2 separate regions of the Zea mays genome follow, and region 1 is linked to region 2. Evidence: chromatin contacts called from public Hi-C data. All regions are on one chromosome and are shown on one strand. The core of a region is the stretch at or near the end of the contact, and the rest is flanking DNA. Distances in the headings are between cores, read along the strand shown.

Region 1 (7,234 bases), core at 903-3,402, 160 kb before region 2:
AGATGCCTAGATTATAATAATCCATAAGCAGGTCAATAGGTGCTTATATTAGTTATACATATAATCCATAAGCTGGATTATACAATCCAGAAAGGAAACAAACAGGGCCTCATTCTCCTTGAATGTCAATGGCCAGCTAGCCTCACCAGCTTATCAAATGTAGCTTGTTGGCCAGCAAGGTCATAGTGCACCCATGTTTAATGCACCCATTCCCTAGCAGTACAACACATCAACCGGCCATGATTTGTCCACCTCCTGCACTGACCTGTCTGGTTTACCCAACTACCACGTCCTCTTCAGATCCACATGTTCCGATTGTTGTGTGGCACTGGCACCGGCTTCTTCATCAGGAGGAAGCAGGAATTTCTAGTTCCTTGCTTCTACAGTTCTACTACAGTCACTGGTAGATCTTTCACCAAATGATGGAGGACACCAACTCATTTGGTGCTATAAGGTGTGGTGGGCCTATGATTAAAAAAATCTTCGCCAATGGCTACATGGAATCTATTAGGGAAGATTGGTTACAACTGAATGAGACAGGAAAACTGTTCACATGGGCGAAAAACACAAATCAAGGGATGTCCATTTCTGTGCGTGCCACTAACCATAGAAGAACATACAATATATGAGCTTCCATCACCAAAGTCAACATCATGCTTGATTTTAAAAAGCATTAAAGATTATTTTATCTGTACCAAGCTTGCTCAAGGAAAACCGTACCAATCCTATGAATTTCGTCCACGGCAAATGTTGAATACTTGTTATCAAGTCATCCAACTCTTCTTCAATGCTCAACTTTTTTAAATCCATGGAAATAGACAGTGGTTGTAATGTCCGCCGTATGAGGATCTCCACGATGTGATTACAACATTACACATAAATCTTAATTCGAACAATATATATTCACATGAAAAAATAAACAAAAGCCCGCAAACAGCGAATCCTTAGTAGAGACCCTCAAATGCCATAGAAGCACAAAGGGGGGGAGGGGGCAAATGGCAATACCAGCACCACCTGGTGACACCATTTCACGCTGAGCCGAATAATGAGTGAGTAGAAAAGGCTCTGCTTTTCTCTCTCAAAGAAGGGAGACACCTTTACGAACCAGAAAATGGAAAACTGTCCCAGTAACGCTTAATGCTGCATAAACAGCTTCTCCGACGCTAACACCACTCTGGACGCAGAGCAAAGCGGCGTAAAAAGGAGGATCGGAAGAGGCACCTTTACAACGAGAAGAACGGTAGATGTGCAATGTTAAAAGCCCGCAAATCCCCCCTCTCACCCACCTAACCAATCATCCCACCAACAGACTAGGACGTGACACGGTCGCATTTCCGAATGGAGGAAGCAAATCGTGAACCCCACTCATCGCCGTTTTCCGAATCAACGTCTGCAAACGAAGAACGCGCAGACCGGGGAAGCAGTAAGGGCCGCCCGCGCTGTTCACCCAGCCGGAAACACACACACACTGACACACATAGAGGGAGAGAGGCAGGCGACGACTGTCGGAGAGGGTCAGAGGGCGGGAGGGAGGGCGTGCAGCACAGCGCAGACCTGGTGGAGCTCCCGCTGGACGAGGCGATCTCCGGGTCCGTCTCCCCTGCGGCGTCGGGAACGGGCTCCGGCTGCGGCTCGCCGAAGAGGTCCTCGTACGGCAGCGCAAAGTCGGCGAAGTCGAAGCGGCCGAAGATCTCCCCGTAGTCCCCCTTCCCGCGGCAGGCGAAGAAGCCCTCGGCGGCGGCGAGCGAAGGCGCGGGCGGCAGGTCTAGGTACGGGATGGAGCAGGTCGCCGCGACGCCGCCGAACACCTCGGCGTAGTCCAGCGGCGCGGCCCCGAACGGCGCTGCGAAGCGCGGCGGGCCGCCGAACACGTCCCCGTACGCCGCCCGCGCCGCCGCCGCTCCTCCTCCTCCCACGCCACCAACGCCCACCGCTCCCGCCGCCGCTGCCTTCCGGTGGTGCCTCCTCTCCCTACGCGCCGCGTCCATGGCCGCGCCACGCGCGAGCGCGCTAGGGCTTTCTCACCGCCCCGCTCCCTACACCCTGGTCCACCCTCTGTGCACAGGGTTTTGGGGGGGCGAAGGAGGAGAGGAATGGAGGGGGGAGCGGGAGGGGAGGCGAGAGCGAGGTTGGGGGAGTGGGACTGTGGGAGGCGAAGCGGAGGCCAAGCGCAGGGACAGGGGCGAGCAGGCAGGCGGGCAGGGCTTTACTCGGGAGTTGCGGTGTTTGGGACGGTGTCCGTCCGTGTTTTACCATTAAAAAAACTGCCGCGCCTGGGTCGCCCCGTCCTTGTGTGTGGGGACCATGGCAAATTGGCATGGGCACCACGGCCCGCGGTGTGGAAGGGCTGCGGCCCTCGGTGGCGTTGGCTGTTTTTTTGCGTTGCGGCCGCGCGGAAAAGCGTTGTCTCGCTCCCATTCCGTCCCGTCCCATCCGGCCGTCCCAGGGGAGGAGGACGCGGGCGGAACCGCGTTGGCGCGGGTCCCTATCCCTGTCGCTTCCTGCCTGATGCCAGCTACGGCGGGCGCGCGAAGCCTTCGGGCGTTGGCCGTTGGATTGGAATTGGACGAAAGACGGCGGCGGCTTCGTGTTTTTTTCACCGTGCCTAGGCTTTGTCGCAAGCTCCTGCAGAAAACCCACTACTAGATAAGCAAATTACTGATCAAATGAAATCTGCTAGCACACTAAGGAAAGTTTGAAAGCACCATGATTTCTAGGAAACTGGTTTCTGTCTCCTGGATCGTGTTTTAGGAGAGCTGCTGGAAACAGGATCGTGTTCTCTCAAGTTCCTCCAAAGGGCTCATCCTACGTGTGATTTGGAGGTCCTCACGCCGAGAGCAGGACAAGTCCCCGTGGCCCGTGGAAGTGGACGGAGCTCACAGTGCTCCTCCACCTGCACGGCGTACACGGTGGCGCTGCCGTGCCTGCCGTCAGAGACATCGGCCGACCATGGACACACGCATTGACACCCGGAGTGTCTCAGCGACTCAGCCTCAGCCTGAAGCCTCGGCGCGTGGACAGCGACGCCCGCGCGCTCCCTGTTCCAGCAGATGTCCTTCCCGGCGTCGCCATGCCCCACGTCCCGATCACGGCAGCTCCAATTCATGGCCATGAGCGGTCGATCGAGCGAGCCGAGGGGAACTGGCACGCGTGCTTGTGGTTTGTTCGCAGTCAGGCACGGCGTCTGTTTCGTGGTCGTTGAGTAGCTGACATTCGGACACGGACGAGAGCGAGAGGCACGCGCGTAGTCCTTGGACGCACTGCAGATAGGAGTAAAAGCCCCCCAACGGTTCTGTCTGTCAGCAGCACGCTCTCGGCTCTCGGATGAGAATGACAGACACTAATCCGTGCGTCTCATCATGGTTTGGACGACATTAGATAGACGGGACGGGCGCGAGGTTACTTGCACGCTAATGAACCTTGTTTGCGCCCTTGCGCGTGCGAGACATGGCAGACTCACTGACAGTGAAAGAAAGAAAGAAAGAAAGAAAGAAAGAAAGAAAGAAAGAAAGAAAGAAAGAAAGAAAGAAAGAAAGAAAGAAAGAAAGAAAGAAAGAAAGAAAGAAACGGCTCGGGCAAGGAGGGACGATCCAGGGCGTGTTGGATGGTCGCCGGGAGCCTGCCGAGCACGCGCGCTGGCTCTGGCATGTACAGGCAGATCGATAGATGTACGTGGGCGGCCAGGCAGGGGCAGCCATCAGTGTGGTCGCTGGTCTCTGCTTCCCTTGGCATTGCCATGCCCCTCATTCCCAGTGAAACGAAATCACCCACGTCCGCGGCAGCCCTGGACGACGAACTGCATCGTCTGCATCATGAGAGTCCCCCCGCTTTTGCTGCATGGGGAATGGATTGTGGGCGGCGAACACGGCGAGTGGACGGCCTCATTCCGGCGTCCTCCGCGTGTTCCCTCCCTCGGCACGAATCATTGCCCTTCTTTCTTTCTTTCTTTCGTTCTTTCTTTCTTTTTTTTTTCTTTCTTTCGGCGTCCCTCCATTCCCCATCATTAGTTCCTCTTCCTCCCAGCCTACTCCGTCCCGTACGTACGTACGTACGCTCCTCCAATCCAATACACCAGCAAGCAGAGCTAGCAGTAACGGCTTCCTCGTCTCGTCTCCACGCGCATGGCAGACGACGACAGCGCACTGCACTGCTCTGCCTGACTGCTTGATTAGGCTCTGCTGAGAGAGAAGGGGCCTAATGGCGGCGTCTTTATCTGTTACTCGTCCAATCCGACCCAACCCTTGCTTTCAGAATTTAATGGCCTCAAACAGTCGTAGTCGCAGTCACGGGACTTATGGGCTGGACAGCGACGCTCATTTGCTGCATGGCCCCCCGCCGGCAACGACGTCGACGACGACGACAGGCCAGGTTCATATGGTCAGCACCAGTTGCTCGGTCTGCTAGTTGCTGATATTTCTTTAGCATTTCCATGGACCATGCGTCGTGCTGGCTGCACTCGCGTCGCTGTCCCTGCGGAGGCTTGGTGTTTGGGTGGTCTGGTTCCCAATTCGAGCATCTGCGATTAGAAAATCCGTGAGCCGCCAAGTCTGGTCTCGGTCTCGGATACTCCTTGTCCTTGGTCTGCAGCTGCTCATCAGCCCATGGCTGTTGCTGTTGGGTCAATATTTTACAGGGATTCAGTTCAGGCTCAGGAACTGAAAAACAAATGCTTTATCACCGGAGGGGGGTTTCTCTGGCTTCAGCTCTGACTGGTTGTCTGGCTTCTGGCTTCTAATCAATGGGATCTGTTTCGTCTTTGCTCTTGTTGGACGTGCCTACGTGATTACTCCGGTCATCAGTCCAATTATTGTTGCGATGGGGCGTGTTGGACCAGCCCATTCTTCTTCATTCATTCTCAATCTCTCCAGGTAACAAACGGGTGGAATGGAGCCAGATGTTCGCGACCTCTCTCTCTCTCTCTCTCTCTCTCTCTCTCTCTCGTCTTGATCTAGCTGTGGGGCTACAACACTACGAACAAGCTCACACAACAACCGTTGCCTTGTCTCTACTAACCACTGCTCCATGCATGCATATATGCTGTGGGCTTCTTGTGCGTGTCACACTGCGTGGAGTGGCGGAGAAGATCTAGCTAGCGGCAACTTGTGTCCATCTGTGAACAAAAATCTGCAGGCATGTGTGCCTGGTCCTGGTTGCCTTCAATCGCATGTCCATTCTCCAAACAATCAACTGACACACGACTAAGGCCTTGTTTGGTTTTGAAGGGGTTAAAGGGGATTGAAGCAAATTTAATCCAAAACCCTATTCAAGAATGAATAAATGGGATTAAATCCTCACAAATACCCTACGATCTATGAGAGCAAACAAACAAGCCCTAATAGGGCGTTTGATTCTCACCTCTTAAACTTTAGTTTAGTCTCTAAAATATTAAAGGGATGACTAAAATAAGTCTTTCAAATAGAATTTTTAAGAACTAAAATTTAATCCCTAAAATTTAGGAGAGTGATTAAAGTAACCAAACACACTCCCTTAAAGATGCATTCAGGTAATCAATATTGTTGGTTTCTCGGTTCTAAAATAGTTACCAGTAATTTATTTTAGTCAAACATTTTTTTCTTCTAATTTAGCTAGATTTATAGCAGGTGTACCTATATTTTTCACATATTTGATCAAATCTAAGAATTAATGAATCCTAAAAAAACAAAAACGACAACTATTTTTGAACAAAACAACCTGTGCCACCAAGTAAGCCGCATCAAATTACAATGCCCCCGTACTAATTCTTGAATGCATATGTCCCAGCCCCCACCCCGCCTCGTTCTGAATTTAAAATGTTTTATATGAAAGTAACTTTCCTGTGCTCAAAATAATAATAAAAAAGAAGGGTTAACAACTTAACATACAGGATGGCCACTTCAACACATACTCCTACCTGTATTTGGGCCCTTTTCGCCTGGCCGAATCGATAGACAGCTGAGCTGATGACAAGCAGGGACCAGGGAGGAAAAAGACGCTGATTTGATCGAAAGCTTAGGGTTCCTGACGCGCATCATACATATATTGCCACTTTGTTAATTGGAGGAATCCATGCCTTGGATGCAAAGAATGCGGAAAGAAAGGAGAACTGGGACGGCGTACAAGGGACCCCATTCATTCATCTGATCACGAATCAGGGTGAGATCGGCGGTTTCTTTTTTTTTTTTTTTGAAAAAGTACCCATATGATTCATATTTAAAATATAGTCATATATACTACTGCTACGTGCCGCTGTCTGCTACTGTGCTTGCTTTTGTGCATGCGATTCTGAACTTTGAAGTATACATATTATATTTTAACAAACTGTCGAGGACACTTTTGGAATGAGCAGAGTACAGTAGCCGTGGGCCCGTCCGTGGCCTTTTAGACGACAAGACATATGAATTCCGGGCTTTCCCTTTTCCTCATGCCGCAGCGCTACGGGTACACACTACGTAGCATGCTCTAGGTTTCGTTTAGCATTTTTTTAATAAAAAGGAACAAAAATATAAATCCTACGACAGCTACTGATTTATGGAGCATAAGAGTGAGCATACAAGCGTGATTTATGGACCATAAGAGTGAGCATACGTGCGTGATGAGAATGTCAGCATGGTCTAGGGATGACTATAGACGACACTGAGTATGACACGAGCATAGGTGTACATTTGGGTCGGGTCTGATGGGCCGGCCCGAAGCACGGAAAAAAAGCACGGCCCAGGCACGGCACGACACGAAATAATTTAGTGCCGGGCCGGCACGGCCCGATATATCGGGCCAGGTTTGGGCCAAGGTCACGGCCCATGGGCGGGCACGAGCACGGCCCGTTTAAGGCAGACACGAAATGACCCATATAAAGGCACGAAAAGGCTCATATATTTATTAAAATCACACTTCATTCCACACTTATATATACTTGATAAAGAACATAAAGTTATAGATAATGTTAGTTAGATGTTTTTTGTAGCTTTGAATTAGAGTATGTGATGCAATTTTATTTTTGTTATGAACATTAGATAATAAACTGAACGTACGAACTTTATTTAGAGCTGATTATACTCTTTTTCTTTCTAACAAAATGATTTGTAAACGAGTTAGTCATTGCATGGCTCTAGTAATTTAATACAAATATTAAGTTTGATTTTGGTCAAATTTATTTGTCTTATCTTTTATTTATTTTATTAAATTTGTTTTGAATTTCGGGCTCTGATGTGAATTTCGGGCCCCTAATGTGAATTTCGGGCCGCCCGAAATGAGCCTG
Region 2 (7,697 bases), core at 2,947-5,446:
AAAAAACGAAAAAACCTTAGGAAAATGGGGTTCTCAAACTAGCTCCTAGAAGGTGCTAAGTACGTCTGTTTTTTTACCGCTCGTATATATATACCGTAACGAAATAAGCTGCTTCAGGCGTTCGTACTACTAGCTAGCAAGTAGCAGTAGCAGCACAAAGGTCACCAGGACACAAGTATATCGTCGGTTCTTGAGGACACAAGTCTATGTTGCGCGCGTATGCATGGGCCACGGCTTGCATGAGACGTACGTCGACGCATGCAGTGCATGCAAAGGTTGAACGACTCCGGTACGCACCGGCTGCTGCTAGTGGCAGGAACAAAGAGGACACACTGCAACAGCAGCGCTGCATGCTGCCGAAACCTTGCTGAAGCAATATCGAAAGATGCCCTCGATACATCTCTCGTGCTTAGCGCCCCAAAGCTAGCAATGTTAAAGCAATCTCGAGGGGCTTTCTAGTTTCTAGGCGACGACAGCCTTATTTTGGAACACACCACTCCGCTAGTGCTAGTTAGTCTATTCACAATAGAGGTTTCAACGAGATGTTTCATGTACTCCCTCCAGTGCAGTAAAGGAAGTCGTTTAGGACATGATTGTGCATACCAAGGAGTGATTAATTATTATAGAGTTTTCCCTGTTTGCCCCTATTAAATAGGGATATGGGTGCATTAACGTCACTAAAACAATCAGGCTTGATTGATTGCTGCAGTAGCTCCAAGGCATTCTAGACTGGAGGTCTCAAGTTCGATTCCTCTTAAATGCATCTTTTTTTGTGCAATTACTAGGGGCAACAACGTCCAAATCCCAGACCCACGCGCGCTATGACTTCTTTTTGTGCACGCTCGGTCACGCGCAGGATGACTTCTTTTACTGCACCGGAGGGAGTATTAATTAGTCTGTCACATCAGCTATTTGGATGACATTTCACATCATTTAAGAAAAGAAGATTTTTATGGAGTTTCATAGGGATGAAACTATGTTAACTCGTTTCCAATGTCTTAGAAACTGTGTGAAACCTCCACTGAGAGTGTTTTGTTTCATCTTCATATAATCGAGTAAATCATATTGGTTATTTATATGCAGCATTTAAGGAGTATGTTGACATATAAAATAGTGAGATGAAACTCTCTATTAAGAGAGGGTGTTTCATTCATTCATAAAGCTGATGTGGCATTTTTTAAAATAGAGACATGAAATTCTCACTGTGACTAGCCTTCGCACACGTACACTCTTTTTACTAGCTAGCTCTAGGAGACGCTAGTAGCACTCATGCAATAATCTCCATATCTCGGAGCATCTCCTTTGGGCGAACCATCTACACCAGGCCAGCAAACAATGCGTGGGTTGTCTTATATAAATAATATAATATTCTACCGACCCGAACTGACAGATCCATTGATCCGCGGAATGTTTTGGCCGTCACACGTGCAATCCCTTTTGTGTCTGTCAATCTGTGAGATGATCACTAATTAAACAAACTGCTAGTAGGTACTAGTAGCCTAGTTGTTTAATTAATAATGCACAATGCCCAAACTGTATGTATATTAAAATCAACACGATCTTTTTCAAAATAAAAGGAAACGAATTCAATCAGACAGTGTATATACCTAGCTCCAAGGCGAACGAAGCATGCAGCGTTGCTATGGATCGATTATACGGAGTACTCCTTTTTCTTTCTCTCTTGTTTGATTGACTCGAAGAGATCGGCACAAGGGAACAGTCGTAGTTGCTCGTCGGCCAGTAGAGGGGTAGGGAAGCTGGAGGTCGATCGGCGGCGATTCGGCGGCCATACATGAAAAGGCGAGAGCGAGGCGACGGGAAGTCGGGAACTGGACCGACCGATCCGCGCTTTGGACTGGGCACTTGTAGCGCTTCGTTAGTTGGGCTCTTTTCAATACCTCTGCTGCTAGCAAACAACGCGCTTTTCTATATTTTGTGTGCATGTAGTCATGTCGACGCTTCGATCTAGCAGTCTTATCACGCTACAACTCTTTGATTTTTTTTTTATAAAAAAAACAGCTACTAGTTCTTGACACAAACCGCGAAGATGGCGATTGGCAGTAGATACCGCGAGCGAAATAAAAGGATGGTCAAACGGTGGCAGTTAGAATGTGCAACTCCTCTCTACATGGACGAGGAGTCCTGTTGAGAGACTGCTCTAGATACTGTCAGAACCACCATGCCTACATTTGTTAGCAAGCTAGGCGTGAATTGTTACAAGAACGTTCCATTTCTTAAACCAACAATTCACTTCGGCGGGGAAAGGTAATTTTAATTTGCCCTCCCACTCAAAGTGACGCACTGCTACTGCTAGCTCTACAACCAAAATCCACGTGGCGGCAGCTACTACTACGTTGTACGGATCGAACGCACGCATCGGCATCCGCGACGCGACCGGCCGGTGACGACGTACAGCATCGTCTTGGAGAATCACACGGCCCGTACTCGTACGCCACTCAGCCGCGACATGTCATGGGTGTGTACCGTGTCCGTACCGTACCCCCGGCCGGGCGGCCGGTGCGCCGTGCTGGTTTCCGTCCGGGCTCCGGACCGGGCGGCGAGCACGCGCGCAGTCGCATTCCATTGATCCGTCGGGTACGGATGGTTGGCTGCTGCCAGCGGCAAGGGCGCTCGCTAGTGTGCGGTCACCGGGGCCGGTACCGGACGGCCGCGCGCAGTGCGGAGGACGAGGGGGCCATAAAGCCCAACGTACCTCGCTCGCTCGCTCGCCGCCGCCGCCCGCACGCACGGCGGCGCGACACGCACGTACGCGTCTATGGGACCATGACGTTGCCTGGCCGGCCGTACCAGCCGCGCTGCCGTAAACGCCCCCCCGGCCCCGTCAGCCGCCGCGTACGTACGGCCCCGGCCCCGGCGGTGGCCTGGTGGGCGGTGAGCATCCGTGGCGTTCCGTCCCGGCGGTGGCAGAGCAGTGCAGCCTGCAGCAACCGGCCCGGCACGGCCGGCGGCCGTGTGGCTGGGGCACGCGCGCGGGGGGGGCCTCCGGCTCCGGGTCCGGCCTCGGCTGCGCGGTGGGCCTCGATGATGCGACAGGAGGCCGGGTGGGGCCAACGCTGGCGCGCGGGTACGGATCCCGGTGGCACGGCAACAGCGCATTCGCCACCGGGCTGCGGCAGCATCGCGATCCGCGCACGCGGGGCGGGTGAGCCGATGCGTAGAGTAGTAGGAGTACGTACGTATATACGCGCGCATGGGAGACTGTTCCACGGGTCACATGCGTCGGCCCCGGCTTTTGACCGCCCGGCCCGGGGCTCCGGCCTCCGGCCTCCGGCTCGCCGCCGATGCGTCGCGCGGCTCGGCCCGTGTGTCAGCGGCCGGTGACGCGAGGCGGAGGGATGGGGTGGCATACGCTGATGCTGGTACGCCCAGCAGGTGCAGGCCCGTACGAGACGTGGTGGTTCAGACCTCAGGGCAGAGACGAGACGCCTGTGCCTGGCAAGGCTATGGCGCTATGCTAGGTAGGTCTGCGATGGATACCATACCAGCCATGGCGCCAGGCCCTTTCTTTCTTTCTTTCTCTTGATCTCCGGTCTTGTTGTGTGACGTAAAAGGCCCGGGCCGGAACAAGTCGCTCGTCATTGCTATATGACGCGCCTGCATGGCCCTGGCTCGCTCGATCGTTATCGTTGCCAGGTCCAAGGACACCGGCCGGCCGGCGTCCTCCTCCGTCTGCCGTCTTCTCCCGATTCTCCTCTCTTCTCCCCTCTTTTCTGGTGGGTCTCGTTCTCGTCTCTCTCTCTCCCATGCTGGTACGCCTGATGAGACGCCAGCTAGCCTGCCTGTATGCTGCTGCCGCCCCTGCTCCATTGATTCTCCCTACGGATTGTTGCTGCCTGCCTGGCACAAGCACTGCTTGGATAGATAGGGTGAACAGTGCGCCGTGCTGCCTGCCGCCGGTCTGCTTCGACCAGTCTGCCAGGCCAGCTCGTCGCGTCGAGCCTGACTGACCTGACCACAGCGCGCGCCCTCGCTTCATCTTCAGCGGTGTACTCATTGGTTGCTGCATGTCATATTGCCATATCCTTTTTTTTCCTTTCTTCCTCCTCCCAGCTACCCCTCCCACGGTACTCCTACTTCACTGTAGGGCACGCAAAAATGCAAAGCAACGTAAAACCGAATCGAGGTGGCAGCAGCCGCTCGCAGTATTCAAAGCCAAAAAGAAAAAAAATCAAAGCAGTAGTAGTATTTGCTCTGTGTTTCCCAGCATTGGCACTGGCATCAACGAGCCGAGCAGATCCACCTCTACACAGTGAATCTGATCCTATAAATCCTAGCTACCTCTGCACCGCTGCCGTCCACATCCTCGCACCGAAGTTCAGTTCCGGATCTTCTCTCCTCCTCGGCGCCGCCGCCTCGCTTTAAAACCCAGCACTGCGGACCATGCTCCGCCACTGCAACACCACCACCCAGCAGCAGCACCAGCGCCATCGCCATCGCCAGAGCATCCCGGCCACTGCCCTCGCCCCCGCCACCATGCCGTCCACCACCTTCTCGCTCTTCTCCCCGCTGCCCTGCAGCACCAAGGCTCATCAATACGCGCCGGCGGACTGGTTCGACGACGACGACAGCAACAGCGCCGTCATCGCCACCCCTCCATCCCCGTCCTCCTCCTCCACGGGCTCCGTCGACTGCACGCTCTCGCTCGGCACGCCCTCGTCGCGCCTCGCCGCGCCCAAGCAGCGCCCGTTGCCGGCGTCGTCTTGCGGAACCATGCCGTGGGACGTCGCCGCCGCCGCTGACCAGTCCTGCTGCTGCTGCCGCCGCCGCCAGGGCAGCAGCAGCAGCAGCAGGCCCTCTGTCGTTGTGAACAAGAGCGCCGTCATGCCGTGCGCCGGGCAGGACCCCTTGCTCGTGGACCGCCGCTGCGCGAACTGCGGCACCTCGTCCACGCCGCTGTGGAGGAACGGACCTTGCGGGCCCAAGGTTCGTTTCCTCGCCTCGCATGTCGTCGTCTTCCCAAATGACGCTCGAACAAGGGTTTAGCAGTATCTACCATCGTCGCAGTTTTCATTAGCCATTGCCCCTGCCTCCTGAGCACCATTGCGATAGGTCGCACGGCACGAGCCAGTGTCGTGTGCGTGTCTGTCGTCTGCCACTGGCCGTTTTTCCACCACGTCCCCGCTACTAGCTGAAAAAACCAGCGCGGTCTCCCATATATGCCACTGGCATCACGCTACTGGCAGTTTTCCCCGTCCGTCCCATACCCCCATGCATGCATGAGCGAGTGCGCTGACCGACGCGTGTATCTGCTGTCTGTGATGCATGCAGTCCCTGTGCAACGCCTGCGGCATCAGGTTCAAGAAGAAGGAACGGCGCGCGGCGGCGACGGCAGCCATGGACCAGGGCGGTTGCGCCTACGTCGCGGAGCGGGCGCAGTACGGGGCGGCGGCCGGGAGGGCGTACTACGGCAGCTGCGAGGGGCCGGCGTTCCCGTGCGACGGTGGTGACGTCGCGGACGCCGAGGCAGCGCCGCAGAATTTCCTCGCGTGGCGGCTCGACGTCGTCGCTCCGGCGCAGGCGCAGGCGGCCGCGTTCGCTGCGGTCTGGCCGGAGCAGACGACCTTGTTCCAGTACAACTAATCCTCTGTGTTGGGTGGGCGGCTGGGGGTGCAACTGCAACCTTTTTGGGGCTGGATCTGGATGGGGCGGTTGTCTGGTGTCTGCACGCATGCATTCTGTCTATCTCCAAATTTAACCTATCCAATTAACCATTAGTTATTCCGTAGTACAGTACTTATCTTTTTTCTTGGCGGTTCGCAAATGTGTCCCGAAACGGCTTTTATTTTCGCGCCCAGGCTCGGAAAGTATTGGTACAGTGTAGCCAAATAAAATTTACCGAAATAACTAAAAGGAATACGAAAAAACACGATAATTTGATATCACCGGTCACTATAAATCTATCAGGTTTAAGTAAATATGATGTCTATGAACAGTGGTAGATCCAATGAGGGATTATAAGATGAGAGGAATATATAGGAGAGAGCGAGAAACAAGATAGAGGTTGTCAATGAAGAAAAAGAGAAAGCATCAGTTTTAAACAACAAATGTCACAAGGAAGCAATCAAGTACCTCACTCGAAGGTACATACAACTCTTAACTGCATTTACAACTCTTAACTGCATTTATTATTTAGAAACTCAGAGTTGTCTCTTGTATTTTAAAAACGTTCTAAGGTTTCAGGGTGGATAATAAATACGAAAAAAACAGAGTACAGATAGAATTTGAAACAATAAACAAGTCTCAGCTTCGGTCAGGAAATAAGGCCCACTGACTGAAGAAGCCAGACCCAAAAGAAGCCCAACTGGCTGATGCGCAAACAAAATACCCAATGCGTAATATCAGCGTAATATCATAAAGTATATATGACCATCCAACAAATTATTCTACACACTATACACACATGTGTTGCCCACTGTTCGACGGGGATATAAAAAATTGCAGATTGAGCCAGCCAGTTAAATGCGCGCGGAAGATTAGATTGTCAAAGTATTTTATAGAAACATAGTCATTGTACTTTTCAGCGAGGGTGGTTCAGAACAGGGTATCCACTTATATCCATTAGAAAATACCGTATGAAAAAAATCTAATTGAGCAAAATTTAGGTAAATTTGATATGGATTCAGAATTTTATAGACAAGAAACATTTTGAGCAATAAACTAGAATCATCTCGTAAAACCGCGTAGCTGTTAGACCGAATCCTGATTCATAATGACCTTTTTTATAAAAAAAATCATATAAATAGTTACGCTTCAAAAGAAATTAGACTTTTGAAGTAGTTAAGCAGGTAGTCTACTCTGGACTCTGGAGTGGAATAGTTAACGCACGCCCGCGACCAAACACAAACATGCAACACGGCAAAACAGTGGTGTGGACGCAGTTATGAGCGATGTGGAGAGAGCATGTGATACGCGCAAGGATCCTAGAGCTTGAACGTACGTGCTGCACCGAGCAAGCACTGTACACCACAAGAAGCGCACACACCTCTATAGTTGGGTTACCAACACTTGAAAGACACAAAGCAACCGGGCCCCGGGCGTACACGTCATCCCTCCGCCTTGGCCGAATTTTATCGTAGTTTGGCTTTTTAAAAGAAAATAATAAGTTTCAACACCTAGATAACTAAATCTATTTTTGAGTAGAAGGAATTAGTGTGATGATATATGAAGCCAAGATTATAAAGCAAAACGTCATAAATTAAGCATCACACGAGACGTTACTGTGGATATATTGTCACGCTGTCGAGCTCAGTGGCATAAATCTCGATTCTAAGCATGGCCGATGGCGTCAAGATCAATGGCATCAGGGTTCGTTATCCTGGATCAGGCTTCTCCAAGATCAGGCTTTTATCCCTCTCACCAGTCCATTTTACTTTATCTAATGCATTGATTCAACTTTTCAATCTCAAATTTGATCCTTAGACATTCAATACCAAGACATCCTCCGTTTTATAGTTTATACGCCAAGTTAGGTGTATTTTGTAAGGCTAGTTTTGTACGAAGATATGGACTAAATCAATTTTGATTTTGGTGTAAAAGTAAAGTTGTTATGGTAGTTCGGTTATGTTTATAAACATTATTAGAGGCTTTGTTAACACTACCCGATGGGAGGACCACCAACGATATCAAGAATATCTCCGACATCATAAACATAATAATGATACGTTTGAGACAAATAG

What was found. A called contact is a pair of places that touch in the nucleus more often than the background predicts.
Region 1: a Hi-C map of leaf shows a contact between it and region 2, with 4 times the contacts expected there. The contact joins the promoter of LOC103630775 here to the promoter of LOC103630771 in region 2. A contact is called at or near these places in 4 of 25 Hi-C or Micro-C datasets (bundle sheath, ear, leaf and 1 more).

The regions. Positions count from the first base shown.
Region 1 is chr6:177,719,166-177,726,399 of Zm-B73-REFERENCE-NAM-5.0, reverse strand. LOC103630775 (auxin-like 1 protein) reads right to left here and starts at 2,152. Exons shown (of 8, transcript XM_008651838.3): 1 at 1,555-2,152. The coding sequence starts at 1,988.
Region 2 is chr6:177,564,434-177,572,130 of Zm-B73-REFERENCE-NAM-5.0, reverse strand. It overlaps LOC103630771 (GATA transcription factor 15), which reads left to right and starts at 4,196. Exons shown (of 2, transcript XM_008651833.4): 1 at 4,196-4,944; 2 at 5,290-5,832. The coding sequence starts at 4,402. The coding sequence ends at 5,601.